Linked DNA regions of Sus scrofa: region 2 is linked to region 1. A link is a contact called in public HiChIP or PLAC-seq data. All regions are on one chromosome and are shown on one strand. Each heading gives the region's core, a stretch centred on a gene start, on an enhancer-like site or on the middle of the called end of the contact. The rest is flanking DNA. Distances are from core to core; before and after follow the strand shown. Region 1 holds the start of MOSPD3 (motile sperm domain containing 3). Region 2 holds the start of LOC100515824 (insulin receptor substrate 1-like).

What was found. HiChIP or PLAC-seq counts read pairs in DNA pulled down with a chosen protein or histone mark.
Region 2: an H3K27ac HiChIP or PLAC-seq map of alveolar macrophages shows a contact between it and region 1. The contact joins the promoter of LOC100515824 here to the promoter of MOSPD3 in region 1. A contact is called at or near these places in 2 of 2 datasets of contacts at active chromatin or transcription factors (alveolar macrophages and skeletal muscle).

The regions. Positions count from the first base shown.
Region 1 is chr3:8,527,850-8,532,997 of Sscrofa11.1, forward strand. MOSPD3 (motile sperm domain containing 3) reads left to right here and starts at 3,896. Exons shown (of 5, transcript NM_001195356.1): 1 at 3,896-4,155; 2 at 4,377-4,452; 3 at 4,681-4,910. The coding sequence starts at 3,951. It overlaps FBXO24 (F-box only protein 24), which reads left to right. Exons shown (of 20, transcript XM_021086233.1): 18 at 158-235; 19 at 367-537; 20 at 682-894. PCOLCE (procollagen C-endopeptidase enhancer 1) reads left to right here. Exons shown (of 9, transcript XM_003354474.4): 7 at 158-235; 8 at 367-537; 9 at 682-900. The coding sequence ends at 848.
Region 2 is chr3:8,491,326-8,496,537 of Sscrofa11.1, forward strand. It overlaps LOC100515824 (insulin receptor substrate 1-like), which reads left to right and starts at 3,211. Exons shown (of 2, transcript XM_013995453.2): 1 at 3,211-3,911; 2 at 4,101-5,212. The coding sequence starts at 3,506. LOC106509647 (a long non-coding RNA gene) reads right to left here and starts at 3,837. Exons shown (of 7, transcript XR_002342293.1): 1 at 2,935-3,837; 2 at 2,434-2,613; 3 at 830-959.

The sequences.
Region 1 (5,148 bases), core at 2,646-5,145:
TCTGTGCTAATGGCTGATACTGAGTCCTGCGACCCCAAACAGGATCGCATTCTGAACAAGTTCGAAGCAATGCTTTTGTGGGGATGGTGGTCCTTCCTACCTGCTGGGTAGGTCACCCTCCACGAACTCCACAGACAATGCCCCCCCTCCCCACCAGATGGACCCAGTGTCCCCTGCCCAAAGCAGTGCCGAAGGACAGGCACGTTGCAGAGCAACTTCTGTAACAGCAACCTGGGTAAGAAGCCCCATACCCCAGCTCTGCCCTTCCAACACCTGTAACCTCCCTTCCTGACCCCCAAGTTCCCCCCTCCTTCTGGTTCCAATCCTGTCCTCCTGTCTCCACACCTCTCCCTTTATCTTCCTCAGTGGTGACGGCAACAGTGAAGTCCATGGTTCGGGGCCCTGGGGAGGGCCTCACAGTCACCGTCAGTCTCATTGGTGTTTACAAAACCGGAGGCCTGGACCTGCCCTCTCCACCCACTGACACTTCCCTGAAGTTTTATGCACCCTGCAAGCAGTGTCCCCCCATGAAGAAAGGTAATGGAGATGTGGGGAAATGTAGAGGAGGACTTAGCCTCATGAAAATGACAGAGGTGACAACATCTGAGGTGCTGGGATGAGGAGGCACATCTGTAAGGTCTCTGTTACATGAACTCTCAATCCCTCCCTCCCTCTCCCTAGGAACCAGTTATCTGATGATGGGCCAGGTGGACGAGAACAGAGGTCCCATCCTTCCTCCAGAGAGCTTCGTGGTTCTCTACCGGCCCAACCAGGACCAGATCCTCACCAACCTCGCCAAGAGGAGGTGCCCTTCCCAGCCTGTTCAGGCTGCTGAGTCCCAGGCCTGAGCCCTAGGCACCCCTTTCTTATCCAAATAAATGTTTCTTGACTGAAGAAGGAGCCACATCTCCATGTCTGTGGTTTTAGTGCTCATCTTGGAGCGGATCTGTTTTCACTCATTAAACTGCACAGAGAGAAGTTCCCATTGTGGCTCAGTGGGTTAAGAACCCAACTACTATCCATGAGGATGCAGGTTCAATCCCTGGCTCAGTGGGTTAAGGATCTGGTGTTACTGCAAGCTGGAGTGTAGGTTGTAGATGTGGTTCAGATCCAGCAGATTTGGCATTGCTGTAGGGCCACAGCTGCAGCTCCAGTTCGACCCCTTGCCTGGGAACTTCCATATGCTGCAGGTGCAGCCCTAAAAGGACAGGAAAAAAAAAAAAAAAAAAAAAAACCTCCACAGTTACCATACAGAAGAATGTAAGTCAAATCTTGTCACCCCTTTGCTCAAAATCCTCCCATATTCCTAACACACACATACAAACACACAAAAATGGTAACTATGCAAAGGTAATGGATATGTAAATTAGCTTGATAATCTTCTCACAATGTATACATATATCAAAACATCAAATTGTACACCTTAAATTATACAATTTTTGGAGTTCCCTGGTGGCTCAGCAAGTTAATTATCCGGCATTGTCACTGCTGTTGCTGTGGTCATTGCTGTGGTGATGGTTCAATCCCTGGCCCTGGATACACATACATACACACACGTACACAGAATTTTTATGTTAAGGATATCTAGTTTTTTTTTTAGTTGTTTTATTTAGGAAGGGCTGTTCCTTTTTTTTTTTTTTTTGAAGCAGGGGGGCCACACCCACGGCACATGGAGGTTCCCTGGCTAGGAGTCCAATCAGAGCTCTTGCTGCCAACCTACACCACAGCCAGAGCAATGCCTGAACTGAGCCGCATCTGCGACCTACACCACAGCTCACAGCAAGAAGGGATCGAACCCGCAACCTCATGGTTCCTAGTCGGATTCGTTTCCGCTGCGCCACGACAGGAACTCCTAAATAAAGTTTTTCGTGGCACAGCGGAAACGAATCCGGTGGCTACAGCTCCAATTAGACCCCTAGCCTGGGAACCTCCCTATGCCATGGGTGCAGCCCTAAAAAAAAAGACAAAGACAAAAACAAAAAACAAAAACTCGGAGTTCTCCTCGTGGCACAGGGGAAAATTAATCCGACTAGGAACCATGAGGTTGCGGGTTCGATCCCTGGCCTTGCTCAGTGGGTTAACCATCTGGCGTTCCGTGAGCTGTGGTGTAGGTCGCAGTCCCGGCTTGGATCTGGCGTTGCTGTGGCTCTGGCGTAGGCCGGCAGCAACAGCTCCGATTAGACCCCTAACCAGGGAAACCCCATATGCCGCGGGTGCGGCCCTAAAAAGGACAAAAGAGACAAAATAAAATAAATAAAATAACAAGAAAACTCTCCCATAGTTTCCCATCAGTCTGTCTTACCGTGGGCCCTAAGGCTCTAGGTGATCAGCATCCCTCCTTCCACCTCATCTCAACGCTGAGTACTGTCTCCCTTAAAACCTCTGTTCCAGCCATACTGGTTCCTTGACCATTTCTATCTAGTACACATTTACTTCCGGCGTTTGCCTTTGCAGTTCCATCTGGAATTCTCTTCCACAGACATGTGTCGTGCTTCCAAACTTCAATCAGACCTCTGCTCAAGCTCATCCTAGTCACTCATTCATTGTTCACTCCACATGTTTTAGGTGCTGAAAATAAAACAAAACAAAGTCCCTACTGTTGTAGAGAGCAAGGTACATTCTACAGGAGCAGCGATAAACTAAAACATGCTATCAAGTAGCTCTATGAGTGCTGTGAAGAAAACAAAAGCGTGACAAAAGGACAGGCAAAGGGAGATTCTACATTTGATAGGGCGCTCAGAGAAGGGTTTCAGATAAGATAACTTTGTTTTGCTCCACTGCTGCTAACCAAAGGTGTGGCCTGGGGCAAGATTCTTCACCTTGTTGAAGCTGTTTCCTCCTCTGCGAAGGGAGTTGAAGATTCGGTGGGATGACGTAAGTAGCAAGGCTGACTCTTAATTCAGCAAGTAGCAAATATAAGTGATTTCCGAGTGAGTTCCGTGCAGGAAGGAATCAGAAGAACCTTGGGCTGAGATCCCAGTCCAACTGGGAGCTACTTCCAACTAGTTCTGTAGCAAACGGTTTTTGTTGCTGCGAAGGCTTCTAGGAGGACCTGGGATAGTAGAGAAAGAGGGCTCTCTCGTGGGAGGTAAATTCTAGTGATTCGGACGGGCTCAGAGTGGGGAGAAGGAACAAAGACCCATTCCCAGCCCCGCCCGGGTCCCCACCCCCGCTTATGCCAGGGTTAGCATTCTAGAGACGCTCGTAAAGTTTTACGTCACTAGGATGAAGCCAATCACCTCTTTACGTGCACCGATGGGCGCACTTACGGCTGAAACCAGGCGGCGCTGGCCAATGACAGAGCCCGTACGGCGGAAGAGTGAAACGGTCTCTCCGGAAGATGGCAGCCCTAGTACAGCCAAAAGCTGATTGGCAGGTGCTGTGACCAGAAGGCGAGCTTCATAGCAAGAGCGGCCATTCGGAGGCGGAAGTCCGAATAAGCGTCGGCTTGAGCTCAGGGAGGGGTCGGAGGCACAAATACAGGTCTCGGGAAAACAGAAGACGGAAAGGACAGCCCCGGAAGAGGCGGCTGCGGCAAGTAGAGTCTTGGGGGGGCAGACTGGGCAAGTGCCCAGGGACGCCCGGAAGGGGCGGGGCATGCTGCAGAGTGGGGCGGGGCTTATGGAGATCAGGAACCCGGACTGAAGACAAGGGCCCCGGCAGGGAGCTGGGAGGGGCAGGGTTTACGAGGTGGGCGTGACCCTCGAGGTAGAGCTTGGGGGCGGGGCCTAAGGGGACCCAAGGCAGAGCTGGAGAGGGGAAGGGTTTGGGGGGGCTGGGCCTGTCTTCTGGGGCCTCATCTAGCGGGATTCCGAGGCGGCGGCAGCATCAGTCCAGGCCCTGCCCTACGGTCTCATCCCGTTCCGTTTCACCCCTCTCGCCCCTCAGCTCTATCCTCCAGGCCCGTCCCCTGAACTCTGCCCTCGGATGTTCCACCGCCCAGAGCTTGCATGCGCCGTGGGGCGCCCCAGGACCAGGAGCTGGTGGGTTCGGGGGCTCCTGGGCGGGGGTCCCGGGGCGCCCCTGCTCCCTCGGGACCTGTTGTCCCGGTCCTCGTCTTTCCCCCGGATCTAGTATTCAGGGCGGACCAGCGGAGCGGCCCCCGGCAGTTGCTGACCCTCTATAACCCCACGGGAGCAGTGCTTCGCTTCCGAGGTGAAGGGGATGGGCGTCTCGCGCTAGGATCTGGGGACTGGCAGAAGAAAATTGGGGAGCTGTATGGATTGAGCAGTCAGATGAGTACGGTCGTATGTCCAGCCTAGGCAGAATGGATGATCGGAGGTGGGGGGGCGGGGTAGGAGGCAAAGGCGCTCCATGGGCGGGGCTTGTACAGGGTCCCTGAAGCAATAATCATTCTCTGTGCTTTCTTCCTCCAGTTCTGTGCACAGCACCTGCCAAATACACAGTGTTTGACGCGGAAGGATATGTGAAGCCTCAATCCTGCATTGACATGTGAGTTGGGAGGGGAGGGGTCGAGAGGCTGATGAAAGCCAGGGGTTGCTGCCAGAATAGTTCTCTGATTTACTGTGCTTTGGCCTTAGGTCCCAGACCTTGTCCTCTTCAATCTGTTTTACCCACCCCTCTGTCTGCGTCCCTAAGGGAAAGTTTCCTGGGAGGGTGGGGCCTGGATCCACTTGGATCACGGCCCCTCAATGGGCCTCTCTCCTTTCTTGAGACCAGTGTGATTCGCCACGTGGCCCCCAATCCCAGCCACTATGACGTCCAGGACCGCTTCCGCATTGAGCTGTCTGAGGAAGGAACAGAGGGCCGAGTGGTGGGGCGCAAGGACATCACCTCAGTTCTGAGGGCCCCAACGTACCCCCCTGAGCTTCAGGGACAGCCTGACCCAACGCCCCACCCAGGGCCCCCTTCCTGGACCGCTCCACCCTCGGCCCAACACTTCCCAGAGAGTGAGTTTGGGGATGGGAATTCTGAGAGTTCTGTAGGGAGGGAGGACCTAGCATGATCTTAGAGATGAGCTCAGTTGGAGGTGAAGAGGCCTCCGGTTCAGTCTTTTGCTTTTTGGTGGAAACCTACCTAGGAGTTGAGATTTTACATCAGGTTGGTTTCTGGCTTCCACTGAGGGGGAAAAAATGTTTCCCTTAGCTCTGACTTCAGTACTTCCCATCATGTATCAGCCAAGTTCAG
Region 2 (5,212 bases), core at 1,961-4,460, 37 kb before region 1:
ACTTACTTTGAGGGTTTTTCTGTAAATACCTTCAACTGCTCTACCTTCCCAAGGCTCAGGCCCCAGCCTGTCCTGTTCCTGTTCTCCAGGCTCTACCCTCCTCCCATCTCCTGGTGGCGCCCCCAGGGTGGCTGGACCACCATCTGTTTTCCCCTGGGTGTTTCATGTTCTGGCCCCTCCACCTGTTACCTGTTTCCCATTCTCTGCCCAGAGCCAGGGAGGGAGGGAAGCTGAAATCTCTGTGGTCTTTTCTTCTTGTGCCCCCGCCCCCACCATTCCTAACCTCAAACTCTGAGGTTTGGATGTGAGATTTAAAGGACCAGGCGCTGCAGTGCCTCGTACTGTGTGTTTCAGTCACATGCCTGCTGTTTCCCAGGGATCTTGGACTGCTTGGTGCCTGAACCCAGGGACCTCCCTGCAGTCCCCCCTCCACGCCTCCCAGTCACTGTGTCCTACATGGACCCCAGCCAGCTCACTGGCCAGGGCAGGGTGATCGGGCAGCGAAGTTGAAGTTACGCTGGGTCAGCCTCCGACTCCAGGGCAGACAAAGCAAGAGTTCCCTAGGGAATAGGCTGACACCAGGACTGCAGCAGCCTCTGGGCACCCTTCCTCCAGGCAGGCAGCAAGGATGGAAAAATCCCCGGCCTGCAAGGAAATGTCCAAATGACAGGCTGTCTTCCCCCTGCCCTGCGGCCTCCAGGGCCTCCTTGCAGACCCTGCCTGGTGATTACAAATTGGGACCCACACTGTGAGACTGGAAGGACACCTGCACTGCCACCAGGCTTCTGACCAAGTCCTCATGTCCCCATGGCCAAGGCTGTGACCGTACCCCGCAGGCAACAGTCTTCTGATTTGAGCCCAGCCTTCAGCGGGTCCCCAACAGCTGCCTCTGTGGATGAAGAAGCAGGAGCTGGTCCCCAGGACCTCTGTCAAGCTCTCCATTCTCTCCACAGTGGAACCTGGTAGCCATGCGGCGGGGGGGGGGGGGGGGAGAGGGGGGATGAAGAAGGGGATGGCACTGTCCCTGAGTCCCCCTCCACAGAGGAGTGACAACTTGGGATGGAGGAGAGAGGGCCACAGGAGAAGATCCTGGCCTTAGTGCCCCAGTCTCCTCCCTGTAGGTGCCTCTTTGGTAACAAGTCTCCCGCAGGCACTTGGAATGCGGAGATCTCGCCCCAAGGGCGCGCTGCACCTGCGCCCGGCAGGGACACGCAGGTGGAGCCCCTCAGGTTGGGGGAGGTGCTCTCACCCAGCAGAGCTGAGGTTCTGCAACTTCCTGTCCCTAGGGAGCAACCCTAGTTACCAGGGCAACAGGCTAAAATAAATCTTGTCTGGGTAGAGCCAAGGGCAATACTGTTGCCAGGGCAACTGATGAGGTCAGTTGTTGGGCTCCAGGCTCTTCCTGGTACCCAGCAAGCTAAATCACCTGGCACTGATTACCAACCCACTCGACCACCCGCCCAGGACCCAGGCACTGGGATCCCTGCTGCTTCCTGCTTTATATGTACCCAGCACTTAGAGAGTCAAAGACGCGAGGCGGTCTAGGCTGGTCTCTGTGACAGTGGCTGTGATTTCACAAGCACTGGACTGCTGCAAGGGGGACTGGATGATGGGAGCAGGAAGGAGTGGCTGTGAAGAGCCCTCCTGTGGGTAGCTTCAAATCAAGCCTGGGGAGGAAGGCTCCAGCCAGGAGCACAGCAGGCACGTGGGCTCCATGGGTGCCCTGCTCCTTAGGGCAGCACCAAGACTAGGAAAGGGAGGGGCCAGCAGATGTCTTTTGTGTTCCTGCCACTTCGCACATGGTGCATATGTCAAGGCTACACTGGAGGCGATGGCCGGGGACATACTTATGTCCTGGTGTCAGCTTAAGGATCTATGACATATCTGCCTCTCCCTGGCCAACACCTATTGATGGTGGAGGCTGCCACAGGCCCCCCCATGTACCACGTGAGCTGCCAGCACCTCTCCCGCACCTTAGAGAGGCGCTGGCTGACCTGAGAGGCACCTGGAGTAGGCACTGGGTACCACCTGCCTGCTGGCCAGATGCCCATCCTCACAATGCCAGGCAGTGCCCTGCATCATGCTTGCAACATGACCTGTAAAGGATGTTCGAGGATGCCAGCCTCCCTGTCCACTAAACCATTGGCTCCTCTGGTATCCCAGCTCCTTCCTCCAAGGCCTGGGTGGGAAGCCCCGCCAGCCCTGCTTGGGCTTTCCTGACCCTTGAACTAGTCTATGAAAACGAACCAGATGGCCTTGCTTCAGTACTCCTGTTACAGCTCCTTCCTCACCTGAAGGCACTCCTCCCCCAAATACCATCTTTAACTGGGGCCACAGCTGCCCCCTTCCCCTCCCCAACCCTCAGCTCCCCCAGGGCCCTTCAGGTATCCTGCTTGCCAGGACAGGGATATCATAAGGTCCTCTAAGGCCCACCTGTCAACCCGTGGTTTGTCTTGCAGAGTGTACACTGACCAGCGCCATGGCCCCCGCCGTCAGCAGGTGGTCCTTGGAAGGATCAGAGGCGGGTGTAGGGCGTTCCTGCTATGGCACGGGTCGCAGCTGAGGCTCGGATTTGATTCCTGTCCCAGGAACCTTCATAGGTGGCAGGTGTGGCTGAAAAAGGGGAAAAAAGAAATGGATGTAAAAGTGCCTGAATCCCAACCCCATTTCAAACTTCTTGGGATGCAAGGGGGCAAAGGGTACCCCCATGAAGACACCTCCTGTCACCCCAACCCTGCAGAGAACCTGAACCTCCAGCTCCACCGAGGTCAACTTAGCCCAGTGCTCGGCGGCCCTGGCTCCTAGGATTACTTGGAAAGGAAGAGAACAGAACCATTCTGAGCGGGACCGGGGAGGCAGGGGACACGGGTGCTGGCGGCCTAGAGCCGGAAGGGGGTCCCGCTGTAAAGGCAGCCGGCTTAGCAGCCCCCTTACCTCCAGGACTGCGGACGAGGCCGCCAGCGGTCACCACGGACGTAGCTCCACGCACACTCTCTTCACCTCACAGCTTTCTCCGCGCTCAGGTCGGGTCAGAAGAGACGCCCCCAACACCTCCCCGCCCCGGCACCAGCCCAGGCCGAGGCCGCCTCTCCCGCACTCGGCAACTCAAACTCCACGCCCACCGCGCGGAGTCCAGCTCCGGGGCGCGTGAGGGTTAACCTCGCGGGGGTGGGGACTTGGGCGCAGTCGGCGTTGGGAGGGAGGGGAGAGGAGGCGGCGGGAGGCCACTGGGTTGAGGCTCCGAGCCCGGCGGAGCCTCGGGTGTCTCAGGCCGTCGAGCAGTCACTGGGTCACACGCTGCGCGCAGCGAGGGGCCACTGCAGACCCCCTGCCCCAAACTTCAAGTCGGGAGCGGGGGAGAGAGACGCCGGGCATTAAGGCAGTGGCAGCCTGTCAGGACGCTGCCCCCTCCCCCGGGACCGCTACCTCTAGAACCCCACCTCGGCGAGCCTCTTCCCAGCCGTCTCCGCTCCTGCTCCGGCCACTTGGTCGCCTTTGGCCCAGGATGAAGCCCAGAGGCGGCGGCGGCGGCAGCCCCACGACGGCCCCGGAGTCTGAGTCGGCCGACGTGGCCCTGGGTCCGCTGTCGCCCTGGGCCTGCCCGGCTGACGTGCGGCTCTGCGGCCACCTTCGGAAGCACAAGTCCCAGCACCGCCGCTTCTTCGTGCTCCGCGCGGACCCGCCGCGCCTCGAGTGTTACGAGAGCGAGAAGAAGTTCCACGCCGGCCGAGCGGCTCCCAAGCTCAGCGTGAGCCTGACGGGCGCGTGCACCATCAGCAAGCGCGTGGACGCGCGCCAGCGCCACCTGATCTTCCTCTTCACCGCCGACCGCAGCCTGGGCGTGGCGGCGGCCAGCGAGGCGGAGCAGCAGGCGTGGTACAGCGCCCTGCTTGAGGCGCGCGCCGCCGCCGGTGAGGCCCAAGCCCAGGGTGGGAGGGTGGGGGGGGTGATCGTGGATTTGGCTTATCCGTAGGCTGTCCCTCCCCCAGGTCTCCGAAATCCAATCCAAAATGAAGCGTTTACGCGTTGTCAGTCCCCGGGGCACACTGACTCCAAGCTCCCGGCCCAGAAGCTCTGTGACCCGCCTGTTGTCTCTCCAGGGCCCAGCTCCCACGAGGACCCCGAGGCCTGGATGCTCGCTCCGTTTCAGGACATCTGGCCCGTGACGCTGCGGCCCAAGGGGCTGGGGCAGACACGAGGCCTGGGCAGCGGCGGCTACTGCTTGTGCCTGGGTTCCGGGGTACTGAGCCTGCTGCGGAAGCCCAGGGGCAGAAGCTCCAGGGCCACCCAGGCACCTCCGCCCCCAGCCCTGCGCCTGTCCCTGCTCAGCGTGCGCCGCTGTGGTCACGCAGACTCTTTCTTCTTCCTGGAGCTCGGGCGCTCAGCACCCACAGGTCCCGGGGAGCTGTGGCTACAGGCGCCCGATGCTGTGATGGCCCAAAGCATTCACGAGACTGTCCTGGCCGCCATGAAGCGAATCGGGGACACTGGTGCTAGTGGCAGGACTGAGCCACTGCCAAGAAAGCCCCCGACGAGGGCCCCCAGACCCTCTGAGACCCCAGCCTCTGCGGCTCAGTCAGGCAGCCTGAACCGTCTGGGGTGCCCTAGTGAGAGGAGCGAGCAAGCAACCCCTAAGACGCTGGCGATGCTGGGGGCAGCGGCCTCACAGCCTGAGGGGTTGGGGCGGGGCGGGGGCTACATAACCATGGGAGCCAGGAGAGACTACGTGCCCATGGGAGACGGGCAAGCCAGCAGCTACGTGGTGATGGCGCCCCTGGGCCTCCCTGCCTCGGCCAAAGCCGCTCCCCATCAGCCACCTCTGGATGGCGGGCACTCTGAATACGTGTCCATGAGCCGCTGTGCACCACGGTCCCTTTTCTTGAGCTCTTTGCCCGGTTCCTACAGGCCTGGGGCCGGGGAGCCTGAAACGGGGCTCCAAAGCCCTCCTCTGCGCGTCGGAGGCAGCTGGGGCCCCACAGGGGCTCAGCCCTGCTTGCAGCCGCCGTCAGAGCTGGCCGGGGAGTACGTGTGCATCGAGTACTCGGACCACGTAGCCACACCCGAAACCCCCGCCAGCTGCCTCAACTACGTCGACCTGGACCTGGTCCCTCCCCTGGAGGCGGGAGGCAACGCCCCCGGGGCCAGGCACGGCCCGCACAGCTACGCCCGCATAGAGTTCCAGAACTCTGGGGAGGCCCGAGGGAGGAGACCC